Linked DNA regions of Mus musculus: region 1 is linked to region 2. A link is a contact called in public promoter capture Hi-C data. All regions are on one chromosome and are shown on one strand. Each heading gives the region's core, a stretch centred on a gene start, on an enhancer-like site or on the middle of the called end of the contact. The rest is flanking DNA. Distances are from core to core; before and after follow the strand shown.

Evidence for each region. Promoter capture Hi-C pulls out the DNA fragments that hold promoters and counts their contacts.
Region 1: a promoter capture Hi-C map of liver shows a contact between it and region 2, with 4 times the contacts expected there. The contact joins the enhancer-like site here to the promoter of Olfr15 in region 2. A contact is called at or near these places in 11 of 39 promoter capture datasets (the C10 cell line, the HPC-7 cell line, HPC-7-derived erythroid cells and 7 more), 1 of 15 datasets of contacts at CTCF or cohesin (large pre-B cells), 31 of 484 Hi-C or Micro-C datasets (B cells, CD4 T cells, CD8 T cells and 18 more), 2 of 115 datasets of contacts at active chromatin or transcription factors (both in embryonic stem cells) and 3 of 9 other capture datasets (adipose tissue, liver and pancreatic islet).

What each region holds. Positions count from the first base shown.
Region 1 is chr16:3,922,316-3,927,084 of GRCm38.p6, forward strand. Cluap1 (clusterin associated protein 1) reads left to right here. Exons shown (of 12, transcript NM_029738.2): 7 at 1,525-1,658. Among named protein-coding and RNA genes, the nearest start is that of Gm15537, 4.7 kb to the right of the region's middle. Within about 2 kb of position 1,861, at least 25 of the 459 cell types and tissues checked have an H3K27ac peak or open chromatin away from gene starts, as enhancers often do.
Region 2 is chr16:3,836,889-3,842,069 of GRCm38.p6, forward strand. Olfr15 (olfactory receptor 15) reads left to right here and starts at 2,087. Exons shown (of 1, transcript NM_008762.2): 1 at 2,087-3,025. The coding sequence starts at 2,087. The coding sequence ends at 3,025.

The DNA.
Region 1 (4,769 bases), core at 611-3,110, 85 kb after region 2:
GTCTGGCATATGTAAAGCTTTAGGATTGGTCCCTCAGCACATATACAGAAATGCCACAGAAATGATTGGTTTTACTTACACAAAACAGTTAAGCCATAAATCCAATGACAATAATTGTACTTTCAAAAGATGCCCTGTCTCTGAGAATCTTGACAAGTGTCTACTCTTCCAAAGTCATTTCTTTGTGGATCCCATGGCTTTGCAAAGACCAGCAGGTAAACAGCCAGAAAAACATTTATAGTATAGTAACATACATGCAGAGTACCAGAGGGGAATCCTACCTTGCCATCAAGAATTTCATGCAGAGCCGGGCGTGGTGGCGCACACCTTTAATCCCAGCACTTGGGAGGCAGAGGCAGGTAGATTTCTGAGTTCGAAGCCAGCCTGGTCTACAAAGTGAGTTCCAGGACAGCCAGGACTATACAGAGAAACCCTGTCTAGAAAAAAACCATTAAAAAAAAAAAGAAGAAGAATTTCATGCAGGGTTAGACAGTCACAACATGGGGAGGAGGTTCATTCACCCCCAAGTTGTGCTCCCGATTCTGGTGTAGCTCATTTGGTACTCTGAAACACGAGGCGCCCAACAGCCAGCTTCACATAGTCTGAATATGAAGCCAGCACATTTGCTTTTTACCATGCCCTTCAAGTAAATGTGCTCTTAGAAATATAGGGGTGTCTGCGGATGTAGCCAGTGGTCTTTGACCCCCGGTAGTGCCAACAGCCCAGAGCTTCGGCCCCATTGTGCCTAGACCTTGTTATAAAGCTGCATCTCATCAGAATGGCTAGTTGCTGCTGTCGGATCCATTTCTGCCTTGACTTTACCAATAAAGGAGTTTCTCCATTTATTTTAGTTTTTAGTTGAGCTTTTACCATAGAAGAAAAAGGAATCTTCTTTGTCCATCAAAGCAGACAAAGGGTCAGAGCTGAGGCTAGTTCATGAGGGTTTTGGGTTTGGTCCCCTCCTGAGCCAACTGTGTATGTCTGTGTCTGTCTGTCTTGTGTCTATGTGAGTATCTATATCGATGTGTCTGCCTGTCTGTGTATGTGTCTGTGTATCTGTGACTGTGTGTGTCCATGTATGTAACTGTGTGTCCAAACTCTGTGTGTGTGTGTGTGTGTGTGTCTCCAATTCCTCGGTTGGTATTTTGTAACCAGGGAGCAGCCCAAGTGAAGGCTGACAGTGCAGTGATCCACCAGTGCCCAGTGCTAAGCAAGCAGGCTGGACACAGATCCTGTGACCTCTCTGTCTTTACTAGAATGTCTCTGTCATTCTTCTCGCCATGTTTGCTTGCTTCCATGGAAGAAACATGCACTTTTCATGACAAGAGTGGTGCTCTCCTGTCCCCGTGTCCTCCTTTCACTCCTGTCACTGGAAATAGTTTGTTAATAAGTTACAGTGGAGGAGGGGTGGGCTTTGTTGGTTTGTGTGATGTTGCTTTGCACAAAGTGTTAAGGAACTCTGTGCTCAGAGTCAGGGGACAGCACTCCGTGGCACCTTATCTCACTATTTCCTATTCAATGTAGGCCCAGGTTCAGAAGACTAAAGACCTGCTTAATAATGTGGCCTCTGATGAAGCAAACTTAGAAGCCAAAATTGAAAAGAGAAAATTAGAACTGGAAAGAAATCGGAAGCGACTGCAGACCCTGCAGAGTGTCAGGTAGAGTGACTAGAGTATCTGTGGGTGAGGACATTAGGTTGGAGGAAGGGACGTGGCATAAGCTGTTCAGCCATCAAAAAGCAGCAGCATGCACAGAGACCCCATGCCACAGTTTCCTTGCTTCCTGTCCTAAGAGGAGACTGCTGTGCTCTCCCACTCTCTGCACTGCTGCTAATATGTCTGCAACGTGGCCGAACTCTAGAGCCCTCTTGAAAGTTTTGTGGTTTCTTGTAACATGAGACAAAGTAAATCCAGATGGAGGGAGTTCTACTAAGTTAGGCCGTCTAAAATCTTACCATATGTTATATTGAAACAGAACAAACTCTCATCTTCTGGGTTGAATAGATTTTAGACTTTTCATTTTGATAACTACTCACCTGTCAGCAATTCATGTTCCTTATAACTTTGGCTCCGTGGAAAAAACAGCTCCACTGAGCAGTGTGTTAGTGGCCAGAACATTGCCTATGTCAGTGGAACCTTTTGTCTATTCCTCAGATTTTCTTTGTGTCTTCTCTTTACTCGTTTATGCTTTCCCTCCTTGGTCTCAATATTTTTTGACTTTTCTTTTTACAATGTTGGGAGTGAGCATTGGCAAACCACAGGCATCAAGAGCAAGTCACCAAAGGGCCTCACATACCACCCCCACCCCAGGGCCTCGCTTGTTCCTCTGCTGAAATCACTGCCACGAGAGTCCTTGGACTCACTAACAAAGTCAGCCTTAAAGCAGAACTCACTCTAGTTCAGCCCCAAAGCACCCAAAGTAAGTTTGTTTGTTTGTTTGTTTGTTTGTTTGTTTCAAAACAGGATCTCACTATGTAGCTCTAGCTGTCCTGGAAATCACTATGTAAATTAGGCTTGCCTAGAACTCACAGTGATCTGCCTGCCTCTGCCTCCCAAATGCTGGTACTCAAAGCATGTGCTACTACCCCCAGCAAGCCCCAAATCTTTTAAATAGAAAAGTTGCTCTTTTCTAATTTTAAAAGATTAGTGTTCTCTTCCCATCTGTTTCATCCTCTGTCTTACTTTCTATTGCTGTAGCAAAAGTTACCATTACCAAGGTAATTTATGAAAGAATGCATTTAGCTGGGATTACAGTTTCAGAGGTTAGAGTCCATGCTGGAACAAAGACATGAACAGCTGGGAATTCACGTCTTGATCCAGAAGCAGGAGAAAGAGCACACTGGAAATAGAACAAGTCTTTTGAAACCTCAAAGCCCCGCCCCCAATGGCACACCTTCTCCAACTAGGCCACACCTCCTAATCCTTCCCAAATACTCTCACAAACTGAGGGACAAGCATTCAAATCTATGAGGCTGTGTCTCTGTTCTCATTCAAATACCACATTCCCAACTCCTTGTGTCATTTTAAAAACTGTCTCAGGTGCTTGCTTACCAGCACATACACTACGACTGGAATGACAGAGTGGTGTGGGCCTGTGGGGGTGTCATGCAGATTTGTGAAGCATTCCGTATTTTGACATGTGGTCTCTTGATGCCATGGACAAGCATCTCAGAAGCCAGAACTAATATTTCAGTGAACATATGTTAACACTATGTTAACCCTATGGGAGGCTGTGATTCATTGAAGTGAAATCCACAGAATTATGTGCTAATAGATTTAATTTTTCTTAACTTGTAGTAACAAGTTCTTTCTGACTTTCACATACATCCCAAGCTACTCACCCATCCCTTCATATCCACCTTCACCTTGCAACCTCCCCCTCAAAGAAAGGAAATTAAGATAGCATTTTTAAAAATCTTATTACGGAAGCTGTAGTGTATCACAGTGTGTCCCACGTGATTTAATTTTTATTAAAAATATACATTCTTGGTTGGATATACTGATATACACCTTTAATACAGTACTTGGAAGACAGAGGTAGACAAATCTTTGAGTTCAAGGCCAGCTTGGCCTACATAGTGAGTTCTAGACCAATCAGGGCTGCATAATAATACTCTGTCTCAAAAAAATACACATACAAGCTTGAGAGATGGCTCTTCCAGAGGTTCTGAGTTCAATTCCCAGCAACCACATGGTGGCTCACAACCATCTGTAATGGGGATCCCGTGCCCTCTTCTGGTGTACTTATATAAATAAAATAAATAAATAAATCTTTAAAAGAAATATACACGTACACACTTATTTCTATCTGTACCTATATTTAGGGGATTAGCATGATGGCACACATATGAAACCCAGCACTCAGGGGGCTGGTCAGGAATTCACCAAGGACAGTCTAGGCTGCACTAGACCCTACTAAAAAAAAAATCTGGCCCCCACTGGCTGCTCTGAAAAGCCATCTTTGCATTGTTCCCGGGCCATGCTCCCGCTCACTACAGCCACCTTCACCGCCCACCGCCTCCAACACGGACTCCAGCAGACAGCTTTCTCGCCTGAGTCCTCGAACTCAACTAATTCCTCACTCGAAGCATCGGACCACCCACGTGCCCCACCATGTCAGACTGGGCAGTGGACACCAGCTCCAAGATCAGCACCGAGGACTTGAAGGAGAAGAAAAAAGTTGTGGAGGAGGCAGGGAATGGAACAGTCAAAATGAAGAAAATGTCAAGCAGGAGGCTGACAATGAGGTAGATGAAGAAGAGGAAGAAGGTGGGGAGGAAGAGGAGGAGGAGGAAGAAGGTATGGGTGAGGAAGAAGATGGAGATGAAGGTGAGGAAGCTGAGGCTCCTACAGGCAAGCGGATAGCGGAGGATGAGGAGGATGACGATGTCGACACCAGAAGCAGAAGACCGAAGAGGATGACTAGACAGCAAAAGGAAAAGTAACCTTACACACTGCACCGTGACCTAGTCACCTCCACTTCCCATCTCAGAACTTAAACGTGGTCAAGAAGCAGGCCCCGCCCACCCGCCCTCAGCGGGGCGTGCCACCCACAAATGACATGCTCTCTCCACCACCCCACCAAAACTACAACATGAATTGGCAACATGAGTGGCAAAAAGAAACCAGAACTTTCCAGGCCCTGCTTGTTTTCTTAAAAATACTTTAAAAGGAAAATTTGTTTGCATTTTTTATTTACATTTTATATTTTTGTACATATTGTTAGGGGTCTGCCATTTTTAAAGATAACAGGTGAACAAACCAGCCTTC
Region 2 (5,181 bases), core at 837-3,336:
GGGCTAGTTGTATCCAAGAGTAAGCCGCAGGTCTCAGAAAATATGGTAGTGTGACTGAGAAGAAATGACACCCAAAAGTTGTCCTCTAGCCTCCAGATACGTGCACACATGCACCTGCACATACACTCATATACATAAAATCCTCTTGAAGTTCTGTGTGGATTCTAGCATCAGGATTACCAATATTTTGCTATATGTGGATTAAAAAGGACAGTTTCAATCTTTAGTCAAGTGGCCCTTGACAGTTGCAATAAAAGCCCCTAAGCTCACCTACACACTTCCCTGGTTAGGCCAGTAGCTGAAGTTCCCATGGAACAGACAGGCCACAGTTCAGAGAAACGACAGAATTCTCTCCCAACTGTTGGTTTCTAGGTGACCCATGAATTATTTACTGTTTAGATCCTTTTAATTAGTAGGCAAAAGAAGAGAAAAGATCTTGGTTTTCTTATATTTAGAAATAGCAGTCTTGTGGGTAAAGTGCTTGTCACACAAGTCTGAGGACCTGAGTTCAATCCACGGCACCTACATAAAAAGGCAGCTGTGGTGGTATGAAGAAGTTAGATGTGACAGTACACCTTGTCATCCCAAGACTGGACAGGGAAAACATGTGGGGCTAACCAAGAAACCCTAGGTTACCATAAGAGACCCTGATTAAAAAAGCAAAGAGTACCACTTCTGAGGAATAACACTTAAGGCTGACTTCTGTGCACACACACACTGCCCAAGGAGATGTTAATTGGCTGTTATTGACAAGAGTGTGTTTGCTGCTTTGAGAATGTTAAGAATGATTCCTTGGTTTAGCAGTAAACACAGTAGACTTCAAATTATCAGGTATATTTTAATTTCCCTTACTATGGACACATGTAGATTGATTTAACTTCCTTACAGAAAATCCACTTATATATTTCACACATTTGACTTAAGCTTTTTTGGCATGTGTTTATTTGTTCTATATTCACCTTCTTCACTGACAAATTCATGCTTTTTGTGTATGGTGAATATTCAGTATTCTCGTTAGTTTTTTAAATTATTTTGGGTGTGTATGTTTTACCTGCGTGTATATATGTGTGCTGCATGTATGCAGTGCCCATGGAGGGCAGAAGAAAGCATCAGATCTATCAGAGTTTGAGTTGCAGACAGTTGTGAGCCTCCAGGTGGCTGCTGGGAACTGGACCTTGGTCCTCTGGAAGAGCAACCAATGCTCTCAATGGCTGAACATCTCTCCAGCTCCTACCATCTCTCTTTTTTTTTTTTTTTTTTTTGAGATCCGATAGACACATGATGATCTTTCCAGACCAGGAGTTTTAATTTGAGAAGAGAGGACTATAAAAGACAGAGAAAAGGAATTTCTTTAAAGATTATTTATTTTAAAGATTATTTATTTTGATGGTCATGGTGCCACATGGCTTTAATCTCAATACTCAGAAAACAGAGCAGGTGGGATCTCTGTTAAGGCTAGCTTGGTCTACACAGCAACTTCCAGTCTGCCTAGGGCTGTATAATGACAGACTGTCCAAAAAAAAAAAAAAAAGACTTTATTTTAAATCATGTAGGCATGAATTTTGGGTGGTATGTTCACATATGTGCAGTTGCCAGAAGTGCATGTCAGATTCCCTGGAACTGGACTTATAGGCTATTGTGAGATAAGGGCGCTGAAATCCAAAGTTGGAATCTCTGCAAGAGCATTCTGTGCTCTTAAATGTTGAGCCATCCTTTCAAGCCTGAGAAAGAAATCTATCAGTAACTTCCGGGGAGATTTTCCAAATTCACTGTGTGTTTCCCTCTTAGAGCAAAAGAAAACTTGGCTGAGGAAATTGGTGTTTTGAGAAGGTATCTGATCTAACCTGCCCCTCTGACCTGTTGCCCTAGCTGTTGTCTGTCCTCACAAGGCACTCCCTTCATCTCTGTGCTAGGTCCCTTTTGACATCCCAGCTCAACTGACAACCAGGGCTTGCATGAAAGCTCGTGGCCAGGAAGGGTGGACTGGGCTTTAGCTGCGGAGCCTGAGGTGCACTTTGGATGCAGGTTTAGCAGTAGCTGCCTCTTCCCTTGCCTGAGCAAACTTCAGTGACTGAGGCAGCCGGTGATGGAGGTGGACAGCAACAGCTCCTCTGGGAGCTTCATTCTGATGGGTGTCTCTGACCATCCCCATCTGGAGATCATCTTTTTTGCTGTCATCCTGGCCTCTTACTTGTTGACGCTGGTTGGGAACTTGACCATCATCCTGCTTTCGCGCCTTGATGCTCGGCTCCACACACCCATGTACTTCTTCCTCAGCAACCTCTCCTCTCTAGACCTTGCCTTTACTACCAGTTCAGTCCCTCAGATGCTGAAAAATTTATGGGGGCCAGACAAGACAATCAGCTATGGTGGGTGTGTAACTCAACTCTATGTTTTCCTTTGGCTGGGGGCTACTGAGTGCATACTGCTCGTGGTGATGGCATTTGATCGGTATGTGGCAGTTTGTCGGCCCCTGCACTACATGACCGTCATGAATCCTCGCCTCTGCTGGGGGCTGGCTGCTATTAGCTGGTTGGGTGGCTTAGGCAACTCCGTGATTCAGTCAACATTCACTCTCCAGCTCCCATTTTGCGGACACCGAAAAGTGGACAACTTCCTGTGTGAGGTACCCGCCATGATTAAATTGGCCTGTGGAGACACAAGTCTCAATGAGGCGGTGCTCAATGGTGTTTGTACCTTCTTCACTGTGGTCCCAGTAAGCGTCATCCTGGTCTCTTACTGCTTCATTGCTCAGGCAGTGATGAAGATCCGCTCTGTGGAGGGACGTCGAAAGGCTTTCAATACGTGTGTCTCCCACTTGGTGGTAGTGTTTCTCTTCTATGGCTCTGCGATCTATGGGTATCTGCTTCCAGCTAAGAGCAGTAATCAAAGCCAAGGAAAATTCATTTCTCTCTTCTACTCTGTGGTCACACCCATGGTGAATCCGCTCATCTATACTCTAAGAAACAAAGAAGTGAAGGGGGCCCTGGGAAGATTGCTGGGGAAAGGAAGAGGAGCCAGCTGAGGACAGCACAATCGTCTTCATTTCTTATTGCCTCTCCACCTTGCATTCTGTTTTCTTATGAGAAGTTCTGTCTTCAGTAAAGCCAATGCATATTCCTGACAATTCTACACATTTGGAAGATGGTTAGTGTTACTTGAGACATTCTTTGTTTATTTTCCAGAAATACGACTGTGGACCACAGGTAACAGGGCAGATATGTATCGTTGTAGGTCCAGAGACTATTGACCTACAACAGATCCATTTCAGTGTCCCTGACTCTGAGGTCCACATTATGTGTTATAGCATAATTCTGATGAATTTTTTTTACTTCCTAAGGAAAGAAACGTGAAGTTTCTTGTATAATTTTCTGTAATTCCATGAATTGACACCACACGTTATCAACTTCAGATGAAAATAGAATTCATCTTGGTATCTTAGCCATCCACCATCGTGTTCCGGTTCTCTGTCTCTTCTTAGTACTACATACAGGCTAACTATTCATGCTTCCCATCTCCTTCTCACCTGATTATCCTTTTCTGTATGTCTGCATCCAAATTTACCTTCTATCCAATGTGATAATTAATAAGAAAAGATAGGCAAGACCATTTGCCTTTCAATACTAGCCTAAAATGTCTCCATCTGGCTTTGTTTAAATCATTGCAGCTGACAGCCAGAGCCATCGGGTTTGCTATGAGTCAGTGGACTATGGGATATGCTATGGTTCCTTAAGCAAGTTTAGGAGGGTAGTCTGTCCATTAAGCATGTCCTCTGTTTCAAGTTTTAATCTTCCAGCACTACTGTCCCAGAAATCCAGCAACTGGTTTAGAACAAAACTTATCTCAAGAAACTTGTGTGTTGGAACAATAACACCTATATTGTATGTAGTACAAGCAATTTAAGCTTATCCCTGACTAGCTCACAAATAAATGGGACTCAGACTTTGGTTATTTTTAATCTATTTTTCTAACTGCTGGCCTGGCTACCTCCCCAGCAATGTACCCCAGATACTTGCTCTTTCTCCTGGCCATGTACTCATGGTCTATCGCCCCTCGTGGTGGCTTCCTCTTCTCTCGCGTACTTCCTCCTCTGTCCTTACCTTAGTATATACTTCAAATTTACTTATAAGCTCTTGTAAATTTTCTTCTGAGACTCCTCTCCAATTTTTATTATTTTCCTTTTCTTGTATCTTCAAGTATTTCTTTTATTTTCTTAAATGACTTTGCTCATTGCTAGAATGGCAAAACAAAACAAAACAAAAAAACCGCTCATCCGCCACCACAGTTTACACACCCTATGCCTAGACAGAAGCTATATTAATATGGGACAATTGTTTAGCAGCTACATTATTAGAAAAGAGAAAATTAATAGGTTTTAGAAGTAGTTTCAAAGGATCTGCCGCTTTGCTTCCATTTCTGTTATTGTATTTGCCTGCCTATTACAAAGTATATGCTGGATAAGTGCTAGTGAATGAAATTATATTAAGTGTTATGGATCACCTTCTTATGGTAAGAACTAAATGCTCCATGCAGACCATTTTCACATTTGCTGGTTTGGGTTATCTCGTCCCTTGAATAGAATGGAACGAGCACAGATACATTTTCCCTTCCAAATTTTCATAATTCCCCTTTAAAAATCTAACAACACTATCCTAGCCTGAATTTGTTTCTCCAGTTCAGATCAAAGCCACAACTTAGTTTTCCAATCGTGTCCATAGCAATAGTTTCCAGGATGAGCCATCATCCTGGATCTCATCAAAGTGTATCATCTTGAAGGCACAAAATACCAGTCAGCACACTCGATCAGGTCAGGTCAGATCAGGTCAGCTTCTCAAAGACAAGCTATGGCACCCAAGTTCCTACAGTTATCTGGGAGCAGAGTGTGGCTGACTTGTGGGAGTCGTAATTACAAGGAGACAGGGCAGTCATGTCCTCTGTTCAATTCATTTGAGTTTTGAAATAACTACAAGAAATGCAGGGAGAAATAGAATTATTCTTTAAACACTTTGGAGTTCGGCAGAACTTCCTTCTGGAAAGTAAAGAACACCGTAAAACTGACTAGGAGTTAGGGGAGTGGAAAACCACAGAGGAAGGGGAGAAAAACTTCACCAGTTATAAGGGGAAGTAAGGGCATCATGGGTCTCTGCTGCAAGGAATCCCTAATGATTTTGTACTTTTTGC